Linked DNA regions of Mus musculus: region 2 is linked to region 1. The links are chromatin contacts, called in public promoter capture Hi-C maps. All regions are on one chromosome and are shown on one strand. The core of a region is the stretch at or near the end of the contact, and the rest is flanking DNA. Distances in the headings are between cores, read along the strand shown. Region 1 holds the start of Ikzf4 (IKAROS family zinc finger 4). Region 2 overlaps Sarnp (SAP domain containing ribonucleoprotein).

The links. Promoter capture Hi-C pulls out the DNA fragments that hold promoters and counts their contacts.
Region 2: a contact with region 1 is called in a promoter capture Hi-C map of embryonic stem cells, with 3 times the contacts expected there. The contact joins the enhancer-like site here to the promoter of Ikzf4 in region 1. A contact is called at or near these places in 8 of 39 promoter capture datasets (the C10 cell line, cranial neural crest, embryonic stem cells and 3 more) and 1 of 115 datasets of contacts at active chromatin or transcription factors (effector CD8 T cells).

The regions. Positions count from the first base shown.
Region 1 is chr10:128,644,140-128,648,927 of GRCm38.p6, forward strand. It overlaps Ikzf4 (IKAROS family zinc finger 4), which reads right to left and starts at 1,854. Exons shown (of 8, transcript NM_011772.3): 1 at 1,582-1,854. The coding sequence starts at 1,668. It overlaps Gm26876 (predicted gene, 26876), which reads left to right and starts at 1,745. Exons shown (of 2, transcript NR_152728.1): 1 at 1,745-1,781; 2 at 3,323-4,788.
Region 2 is chr10:128,876,694-128,881,694 of GRCm38.p6, forward strand. It overlaps Sarnp (SAP domain containing ribonucleoprotein), which reads left to right. Exons shown (of 11, transcript NM_025364.3): 11 at 640-945. The coding sequence ends at 681. It overlaps Gdf11 (growth differentiation factor 11), which reads right to left. Exons shown (of 3, transcript NM_010272.2): 3 at 3,831-5,001. Among named protein-coding and RNA genes, the nearest start is that of Gdf11, 13 kb to the right of the region's middle. Within about 2 kb of position 1,803, at least 12 of the 459 cell types and tissues checked have an H3K27ac peak or open chromatin away from gene starts, as enhancers often do.

The DNA.
Region 1 (4,788 bases), core at 604-3,103:
TTAGGCGAGCAACGGTTTTCTTAAGAAGTTGCCTTAAGACAGCACCAGACACAAACCATGATGTGAGCGGCTCAGGACCATTAAGACTTGTAGATTCAGGTCCGGTTTTAACACGTGCCCTTTCAACTGAGTTTACTGAGGCTAGATAGGTCAAAAAAGGTTAAGTAAACTCAAAATCCTCCTGCCTCAGCCTTTGGAGTACTGGGATTGCGTGCATGTACCACACCCAGTTTCTTGTTCTTTTCAAAGGTTAGTGCTGACCTACTACAAAGCACCCAGTATTAGTAAGAAGGGACCTGCTGATTCTAAAATGAGTGAATTTCTTGGAAATCCATATCTGGCCCAGTCTCCTGGAGCTGAGGCTGTCTCTACGACTAGGAGCTAGCTTTCTGGGAGACAATATTCTTAAAGGGAAGCTCAGGGACACTGAGGGAAAAGCATTCTTTGTGGCTCTCCCAATGAAGGGCTGGAAACAGGAGAGAAAGGCAGGTGCCTCAAGGCGCACCAGTAACTCCAGAGGCTCTTTGATGCTGCTGTCATCCCTAGGATAAAGGCAAGAGGGAAAACACACTCAAGTCTACTTTCATGGCACTAAAATCTAAGAAGGAATCTCTGTCAAAGGCCAGAGGGTCTTTGTGAGGCTCCAGAGACTTAGACTTCTAGCCTGAGGCTGACGGGGACAAAGTCAGATTTGGGAAACTCATTCGTTTCCCCTCTCAGCCTCGGAAACCCCAGTGAGGGAATTTCAAATGCCTGGGACTTCCAAGAAATCTCAGACTGTCAAAGCCAAGAATTAAGGCTGCTCTCAGGTATCAGAGACATTTTCTTGGTCAAAGCCATCGTAGATTGGCTGAACCTTCTGGGAGCAAAGCTAAATCGTGAGGTCCACAGCAAAGCAACTAGGAGGTGGAGAAAGGGCAGAAAGGCGGGGAAGGGATGGGGAGCAGTCCCACTAAGCTGAGCGGTCTCACACACCGAAAGAGACCGGCCCTCTCCTGGATCCCTTGAGTGGTTGCCTCTGGGGAATAGCCTGGAGCTCTGCAAGCCGCTGCACTTCTCTGAAAGGGATATCTTTCTCCAGCTTTCTCTTCTTGACCATGGGCTCCAGGTGGCAGGATGCTAGCCTGCTATCAGGGACCAGTCAGTGCACGAGCAAAGAAAGACTGCCACCCCCGGCTCTTCTCTATTGTGGGCAGGAGGCTGAGGCCCCTCACATGTCGGTTCCAGGCTGAAGCATCTGCCGTCAAAGCTCTTCTTCCCATCTCAGGTCTTTCTACTCTCCATTCCCACCCAGGCCTGTTTCGGTATTCCACCCCTGGCTGCTCTACCTCTGTCCCCAAGGCCTAATCAAGATGTCACCACAAGCTCCCACTGTCCAAGTCACGGTCTTCGCTTAGCAACACCAAGCACCCTTTCCCATCCTCCCCAAGTGTAAGGAGGAACGCCCCCTCCCCCCCCCCGCTATACACACAGCCCCCGTCCTCTCCCTCTCCTCAGGCTTGGGAGTTGTTACTGAATTGGTTCCCTAGCCCCATCACCCCCCTACCCCCCCTCCGCTAGCCGCCTTCTGCCTGAACTTACATTATCCTTCCCTTGCCGGTGAGACCCTGGGGTGCGAACGCGGCCGCCGCCTTGGAAACGGCGAGGGAGTGCGGGTGGTGTGTGCATGTCTGCGTCTCGGTGGCAGGCAGGGGTGAGCCCAGCCACTCACCTTCCAGGAAGCGTGGATTCCTGGAAGTGAGGGGAACCGCCGTCATTTCGCAGGCAGTGGCAGCCGCACGGTGAGCAGGGGCCCACGGCTGCAGCCGGCAGAACCGCTCAGCCCAGGGTGTATGTGCTGAGAGCCTCGTGTGTATGTGTGTGTGTGTGTGTGTGTGTGTGTGTGTGTGTGTGTGTGAGAGAGAGAGAGAGAGAGAGAGAGAGGGAGAGAGAGGGAGAGAGAGGGAGAGAGAGGGAGAGAGAGGGAGAGAGAGACAGGAGAGAGAGAGAGAGAGAGAGAGAGAGAGAGAGAGAGAGAGAGAGAGAGAGGGAGGGAGGGAGGCGTGGATGCGCTTGGGGAGGGGGCAGGAGAAAACGTACCAGTGTGTGTGTGTGTGTGTGTGTGTGTGTGTGTGCGCGCGCGCGCGCTAGGCTACAGCATCCCTTTTCCAAGACAGTGGAGAGGTGGGAATGGGGGTGCACAGGGAGTGGGGGTGCAGAGGGAGGGTAGGCAGATGTGTTTGCCCTCCTGCCCAACAGACAAAGAGGAGCTACAAAACAAATGCTTGAGAGGGGGGCAAGTGTATGTGTGTGTGGTGTGTGTGTGTGTGTGTGTGTGTGTGTGAGAGAGAGAGAGAGAGAGAGAGAGAGAGAGAGAGAGAGAGAGGAGAGCCGCAGGCTTGTGGGGAGGAGGAAGGGGGTGTCCCAGGGAAGGCCCAATCCTCTGCCAGCTAGGGAAGCCAAGGCCCCACAGGTCATGGGGCCCGGGACACAGGGGCAGCCTCCAGGATCTAGAAGTGGCAGAAGGCTCCTCCCCTAGCAAACTCAGGCTCCTTTCCATCTGCCTCTCCTTCTGACAATCCCCCTTCCCATCACTGACTAGTGGAGATCTGGGACCCTGAGCTTTTTCTAATCCCTGGTTGGGTCTCCCTGTCTTCCCTCTCTCCCGTGCCTCTGGGGCTCTGGCTTCAGGAGTCCTGGATGAATCCTGTCCTCTATCAGGAGAAGGCTCTTGCTCGCTTTCCTTCCAGAGGAACTGTTCACTGCTGAGCTGACCTACTTTGGAAGACTGCATTTTCTGATTCCAAGAATTTGGGATGGGAGGGGCCATGAAACTTTGGGCTGCCAATCCTTGCACCTCTCTCTCCTCAGGTTCTCTTAAATGTTTCAGGGCACCAGGATAAGCTCTGCTCCATTTGATTTGAGCAACTCAGTTTCTGTTTTCAGTGTCTGTGGTGGGTAGGGTGGAAATCTGTGCTGTAAATTAGTGGACTCTCGTTTCCCCCATTTCTTCCCATGGGAATTATCTGTACTTTTAGAAAGGAAGTTGGGGGGCGTGTGCTTTCAGAATCAGGTTCTATGAGATGGTAACATCCCTTAGTAGAACGAGAGGCCTCCTCTCTTTATCAGGTGGCCAGTGGGGGAGGCGGTGACCTGAGAAAGGGCCAGTAAAAAACCAGACACTGGGGACAACTCTCTGCTTTCGGATCAGCCCAGGAGAGGGATGGAGGTCAAAAATGGGTTCTTACATGCCCTATTATATACCCTCTTGGCCATGTCTGGCCCTGAAGGGGGCATTCTTTAGACCTAATGTCAGTGCTGCCCTGACTTTGTCTTTTTGAAGGTAGCTGCTGACATCTGGAGTTCTCAAAATACACAGGAGTGGTTTGAGTTTCTTATTCGGAGACTGTGCTGGGTCCACTTCGCATCAGGCCAGGCCTGCTTAAGCTTGGTTTCATAGCACAGTGAAGCCTCAGATATTGCCTGCTCGCGTCCAACATACTCCCGAGACACGACTGAGAAGAGCCCACGGCACATCTCCCTAGCCGCCTTCATGGCTTCTCGCTTGCCTTCCTTAGGGCAGGGATTGGATTCTATCCATCTGACAGTAACCACCCAGCACTAACAACTGGGTCCTTGGTGTTCTTGTTGCTCAACAGTGAATAAACCTGACTGAACTGGAGGTGGGAGAGTTGGCTGGTTCCTCAGAAGGGCCTCTTTCAGTTAAAACAGCCCACCTGAACTATGTCATTCTGTCCAGTATGAACTGTGTCACTCTGTGGCAGACACGACACACCTGTACCTGAGCCAGTTCCTTCAGTGTCGGTATCTTTCTGTGAGTTACCAGAGGATGAGGGTGATTCTCACGTGTGTCTGACTGATTTTACCCTCTCCATCTGTACATGTCAATAATTCCTTTGTTGGCTCCACTTTAGAGTAAACAAAATAACTCATAGTCCATTTTCACAATGGCACTCTGGCTTGCTCTACTGAGACAGACTCTTCACATTCTGTGTCAACCAGCCTTGAATTCATAATCTTCCTGCTTCTACCTCCTTGCTGTTGAGATTACAGCCATCATAATCTTTACTGTACTTTGTTGTTGTTTTGAGACAAGGTCTTGTGATATATCCTTGGCTGGCCTAGAACTACCTATGTAGATCAGGCTGGCCTAGAACTGCTTATGTAGATCAGGCTGGCCTTGAACAATACATAGAGATCTGCTTGCTTCTGCACCACCTTGCAAGACTCAACATTTCTACTTTTTAATTTTTTAAAAAAAATTATTTATTATACCTAAGTACACTGTAGCTGTCTTCAGATGCACCAGAAGAGGGTGTCAGATCTCATTACGGATGGTTGTGAGCCACCATGTGGTTGCTGGGATTTGAACTCAGGACCTTTGGAAGAGCAGTCAGTGCTCTTACCTGCTGAGTTCTTTTAACTTGAGTTTGTGCCACCATATAATTCAGGATGGCTTAGAACTCACAATCTCGCCTTAGCCTCCCACAGACTAGTATTAAAGATTTATGATATCATACCTGTTTCTTTGGCCCTGACATTCTAATAGGGTTTTGGTTTGTTTGTTTGTTTGTTTGTTTGTTTTTATCTTAAAGACTAACTTTCAAGCCAGCCTGGACAGTACACATTTATAATCTCAGCACTTTGGGAGTGGAGGGAGGGACACCGAGAGTTCATGTCCAGCTTTGGCTATATAGCAAGTGCAGGGCAGACCAGGCTATAAAAGTCTCCAATCTCAAAGGAAAAACAAACAAACAAATACTAACTCTGTCTTAGGCTCTTTCTTTA
Region 2 (5,001 bases), core at 553-3,052, 230 kb after region 1:
GAGGCATATATAGCACTACATGGGAGCTGCTAAATAATAAATGAATACCTGAGGGAATTCAGACATGAGGGAGAAGTCTTAATGAGAGGAAAGAGAGAGATCCACACCCTTCCTCTTCCAACTTATTCTCTTGGCATTGAAGTGTTAGTCTCTCTGTGGATGGTATTGTTTAACTCTTTGTCCTCTGAAATCTCCCATCTTCCTACTGATTGTAAAGAACTCTACATTTTTCTGCTACACTTTTCTTCACCCTTTCTTCACTCCCTTAACATGCTTTCCCCCTCACCCTTTGTGTGTTTAACTTCATGCTATATGTGTGAGTGTGCTTAACCTTATGTATGTGTGAGTGTGCTTAACCTTATGTATATGTGTGAGTGTATTTAACCTTATGTATATTGTGTGTGTTTAACTTTATATATATGTGTGGGTGGCTGTGGCTCCCTTGTCTCTCACCTTTTTCACTAAGCCTCCCCAGTTCTGACCAGATAACTTGAGGGATTCTGGAATAAAGTCTCTGTCTTGAAGACAGGGGTTATCTCTTCTTGGGCCTTTTGACAGTTAATGTGAGTTTGGTTTAAAAGATGCCCGAATCTGCTATTATCTTGCAATCTAATTTTTTTTTCTTGCTTTTTGTTACAGGCAAAGAAAAGAAAAAGAGCAGAGCGTTTTGGAATTGCATAATGAAAAGTTCGTGCTTTCTGCACCATAGTGTTTTCCATTTCTCAAATTTTTCTTGGTTTTATATATACATACACACCCCTACCTACCTACCTATCTACATACACAGTCATGTGCCTCACAGTGAGGAAGCATGTACGTTTGGTACATCCTTGAATTCAGTAGCAGTTTTATTTAACTGCTCTTCTGCGTTTAAGATTGTTGTGGTTTTTGTTTTTAATTATTTTTGCTTATTAATAAAAAAGGAAGAAAAGAAAATGTGTTTTATTAGGTGTTCCTTTTAAGTTTCTAGAGACTGATTAGACCACATAGAGGGAGTGTCAATGGCAAATATTAAGGGGACTAACTGTAATGCCTATATCATGTAGAAAAAGAAGATAAAGAAGAGGATTGCGCCTTTAATCCCAGCACTCGGGAGGCAGAGGCAGGCGGATTTCTGAGTTCGAGGCCAGCCTGGTCTACAAAGTTAGTGCCAGGACAGCCAGGGCTACACAGAGAAACCCTGTCTTGAAAAACCAAAAAAAAAAAAAAAAAAAAAAAAGAAGAGGATTGGGTCTACCATCTAAGCCTATTTATTATCTTCTTCATACTCACAGATATGCTTTTATTTTATCCTTCATAAATGAGGCCAAGTCACCCCAAGTCTTTGCTTGGGTTGAAACAGCCCATTCTGAAGGAGAAAAGCCTTGGAGATTTTAGGAAATGTAAAGGATAAAATGTGGGGCTAATGACTGACTGCCTTCTACTTTGAATGAAGCCTAACTATATAAAGCAGAACATGGCCCTATCTTTTGTAGCAGAAGTCACTGTGTGGGACCTAGCTCAAGAAGGTAAATGGGCTGGCCACTCCTCAGGTCGAAGGATAGAAATCCAAGGCATGGCTGGGTATCAGAGATGTTAGGCATTGTTGGGACAGAAGTGGAACAAGATGCTGTGTGTGTGTGTGTGTGTGTGTGTGTGTGTGTGTGTGTGTGTGTCCATCTCAGTACTGGGGATCAAGCACAGGGCTTATACAGCACAGTAGTCCCAACCTTGCTTCCACTTTGTAGTCAAGTTCTGTGCTAGTGTGTCCTCAACTCTTACAGTTAGAGTGGTGGCATAACAGTTTTGGATAAGGTTCAATTTCCATACTGAGTCACCTCCTTAGGAAAGGTTTGGCTGTCTGAGCAGATTGCTTGTTCTCTGTGTAGATATGAAATATGCCACTTGGCCTTTTTGATGTGTTAATATAAGTTCTTTCCCACATACTTTCCTTTTATTTTTCTCTCCACAGTTTTTTGTTTTGTTTTGTTTTGTTTTGTTTGAGAGAAAGAGGTTTCACCGTAGCCTGTCTTGGGACACGCTGTATAGGCCAGGAGACCTTGAGTCTAATCAGCCTTCTTAGCCTTCTTAGAGCTGTGATTACAGACAAGCACCACCACAACTGCCTTGGCTTTCTCGTTTCAATCTATGTTTTAGTGTTAATAAATGCTTCCTCTGGGAGATCTCATCATGAAAGTTCCCTGATTTGAAAACTTGGAGCTGGACATTGGTAGTGCACTGGTAGAACCTTTATTACAACCACTAGGGAGGCAAGGCAGGCAGATCTCCGAGTTCAAGGTTAGCCTGATCTACAGAGTGAGTTCCATGACAGCCAGGGCACAGCTGTAATCACTGCACTCATGGGACACAGGCAGTTTCAAGGCCGGCCAGCTGCTACATATTCTCTGACTCATAAGAAAGGTGAAAACCTAAGTTTAGACACTTTAGGAAAACTTCTATGGAGAATAGATGAAAGCTTGCCCACTTATTGTGAAATTTGTCTCCTCTGAGACTTTGGAAAAACTTAATAGAAAAAGTTCATTAAAGTTTTGTCACCTCAGCCAAATGTTTAATTGGAGTGACTTTCTTCCCATCAGTCTGTGAGCCCCCTAACCCCCTTTTTTACATAAGACTATAACTTCCTCTCTATAGTGTCTTCATCTGAAAACAACCATAGAAAATTGCTGTTTTGTTTCAGGAGACCGTGTATAGATTCAGAAGAATTTATATCCTAGGATGGCTGTCCATAACTAAATATTGATGGAACAAAGTAGATACTAATAATAGAATTTAGCTGTGGGGTCCCTTAATGTGGTCTTTTTTGCTTGTTCTGAGACAGGGTTTCTCTATGTAGCCCTGGCTGTCTTGGAACTCCTTATGTAGACCAAGCTGGCCTTGAACTCATAGACACACTTGCCTCTGCCTCCTGAGTGCTGGGATTCCGTGTAATCTTTATCTCTTTGTCCTCCATAACCTTGCAGAAACATACTCAACTCAAGCTAGGATTCTCTGTGTACTCCCCAACCCCTCATTTTGAGACAGTGTTTCATCTATAAACAGGGCTGGTTTTGACTTCACTGCATTTTTCAGCATCAGCCTCCCAAGTACTAGGATTATTAAAGTAATGTAATGACTGCTGCGCCTGGCCAAGGGAGGTGTGTGTGTGGGTAGCATGTTAAGGCTGGAGGACACATCAGATTTCTTCTTGAGTACCATTTATTTATTGAGTTAGAGTCTGGAGCTCATTGATTAGCTAAAGTGGCTAGCTAATAATTTCCACTGATCCACCTGTCTCTTACTCCCAGATCTGGAGTTAACAGACAAATGCTACTGGACCTGGCTTTTTATGTAGAAGCCAGGAGTCTACACTCAGGTTCTTTCTGTAGTTGAGCAGTAGGCATCTACGGACTAATCCATCTCTTTAGAGCCTCTTTTAAGGAATAATCATTGTCTTTGCTTATTTTCTTTATCTCTTTCTTTTTTTTTTGATTTTCAAGACAGGGTTTCTCTGTGTAGCCCTGGCTGTCCTGGAACTCACTTTGTAGACCAGGCTGGTCTTTAACTCAGAAATCCACCTGCCTCTGCCTCCCCAGTGCTGGGATTAAAGGCGTGCGCCACCACGCCCGTCTTATCCAACTCTTTCAAAACAAAACAACAAGGTCTGATTTTGTTTCCCTGGCCTGCCTCAAACTCAGATCCACTTGCATGTGTCTGTTGGTGAGATTAAAGGTGTGGACCACTGCACTTAGATTTTCCCAAATGAGTTATGATGGTGCTTTTCAAATGTGTAGGGGTCTTCTTTTCTTTCTCCTCTCCCTCTCCCTCTCCCTCTCCCTCTCCTCTCCTCTCCCTCTCCCTCTCCCTCTCCTCTCTCTCCTTTCTCTTCTTTTAATAGCCCTTTGTTCCATCTTTCCAGTTGTTCATATATTGGTCAGAAGTTCTTCTAACTCCTACTGAGCCCTCTTCTGTCTCATTGTAGTCACTCCTCAGCAGTGTGAACAGCTTAGAAGATCTACATGTTTTCATTTTGTTTGACTTCTCTCTCTGGGACCCAGGTACCAAGATGCCCCTCTTTACCACCCAGTCTGTAAGCTGCAGCTGGAACTATACTCCTCAGCTGTAAATCTCCTTTTTATGGTTTTTCTAGGACTAATTTTTTTTCCTGTCATCACCCTAAAGTGCTTGTTTGCTCTGCCAGCTTGAGTCTTTGAGACTTGTTGTCAGACATGAAATAAGGAGGAGGGAATTTGGATAGTTGAGACAGGATAGCTTTTTTCTAAACCATTTTATATGAGGCCTCTGACAGACAATGGCACTTGTTTTCTGATTGTTAATCCCTTCAAAATTAAACTTTTTTTTTTAAACAATTTCTCTTCCTGAGGCAAGGTCTCTTTGTAGCCCAGGCTGGCCTCAAATGTAGCTGAGGATGGCCTTAAATTTCTGGATTTTGTTTCTGCCACCCTCGTGCTGGGATTACAGGCCCGTGACAGCATGCCTGGTTTTTGGTGGTGGGCAGAAATTCCATGTATGCTAGGCAAGTACTCTTACCAGTTCTGCTACGTCCACATCCCTAACCTCTATCTTGTTCTTCTCTTCAAAGACATTGGAAAAGGTTCCATACTATACCAGCCCTTTGAATCCAAGTTGCTTCTCAACTTTCTCACTTTCCGTGGTATAAATTCAGTTTTCTACATTTATCTTTTAACAACAGATTACATTAGATTAAAACATAATATTGTATGATAGCTATTTAGGTTTGATTCCTTGTTCTACCTAACAACCTCTGAATTCTCACTGGACAAATTACTTGATTGCTCTGTGGCTTTCTAGACTCTATCAGTAGTAACCCTATTGCTATGAAAACTGAGTGGCACATCACAGCACACATCCCTATGTAGTTCTCATAGTCTTTTTGTGGCTTCGATTGAGGTCGAGGATAAGTGGGGACATCCCTCCAACATACTCTGGCAAATAGGTTCTAGCCTGAGGATGGGGGTGGGGTGGTGAGTGGAGAAATCTGGG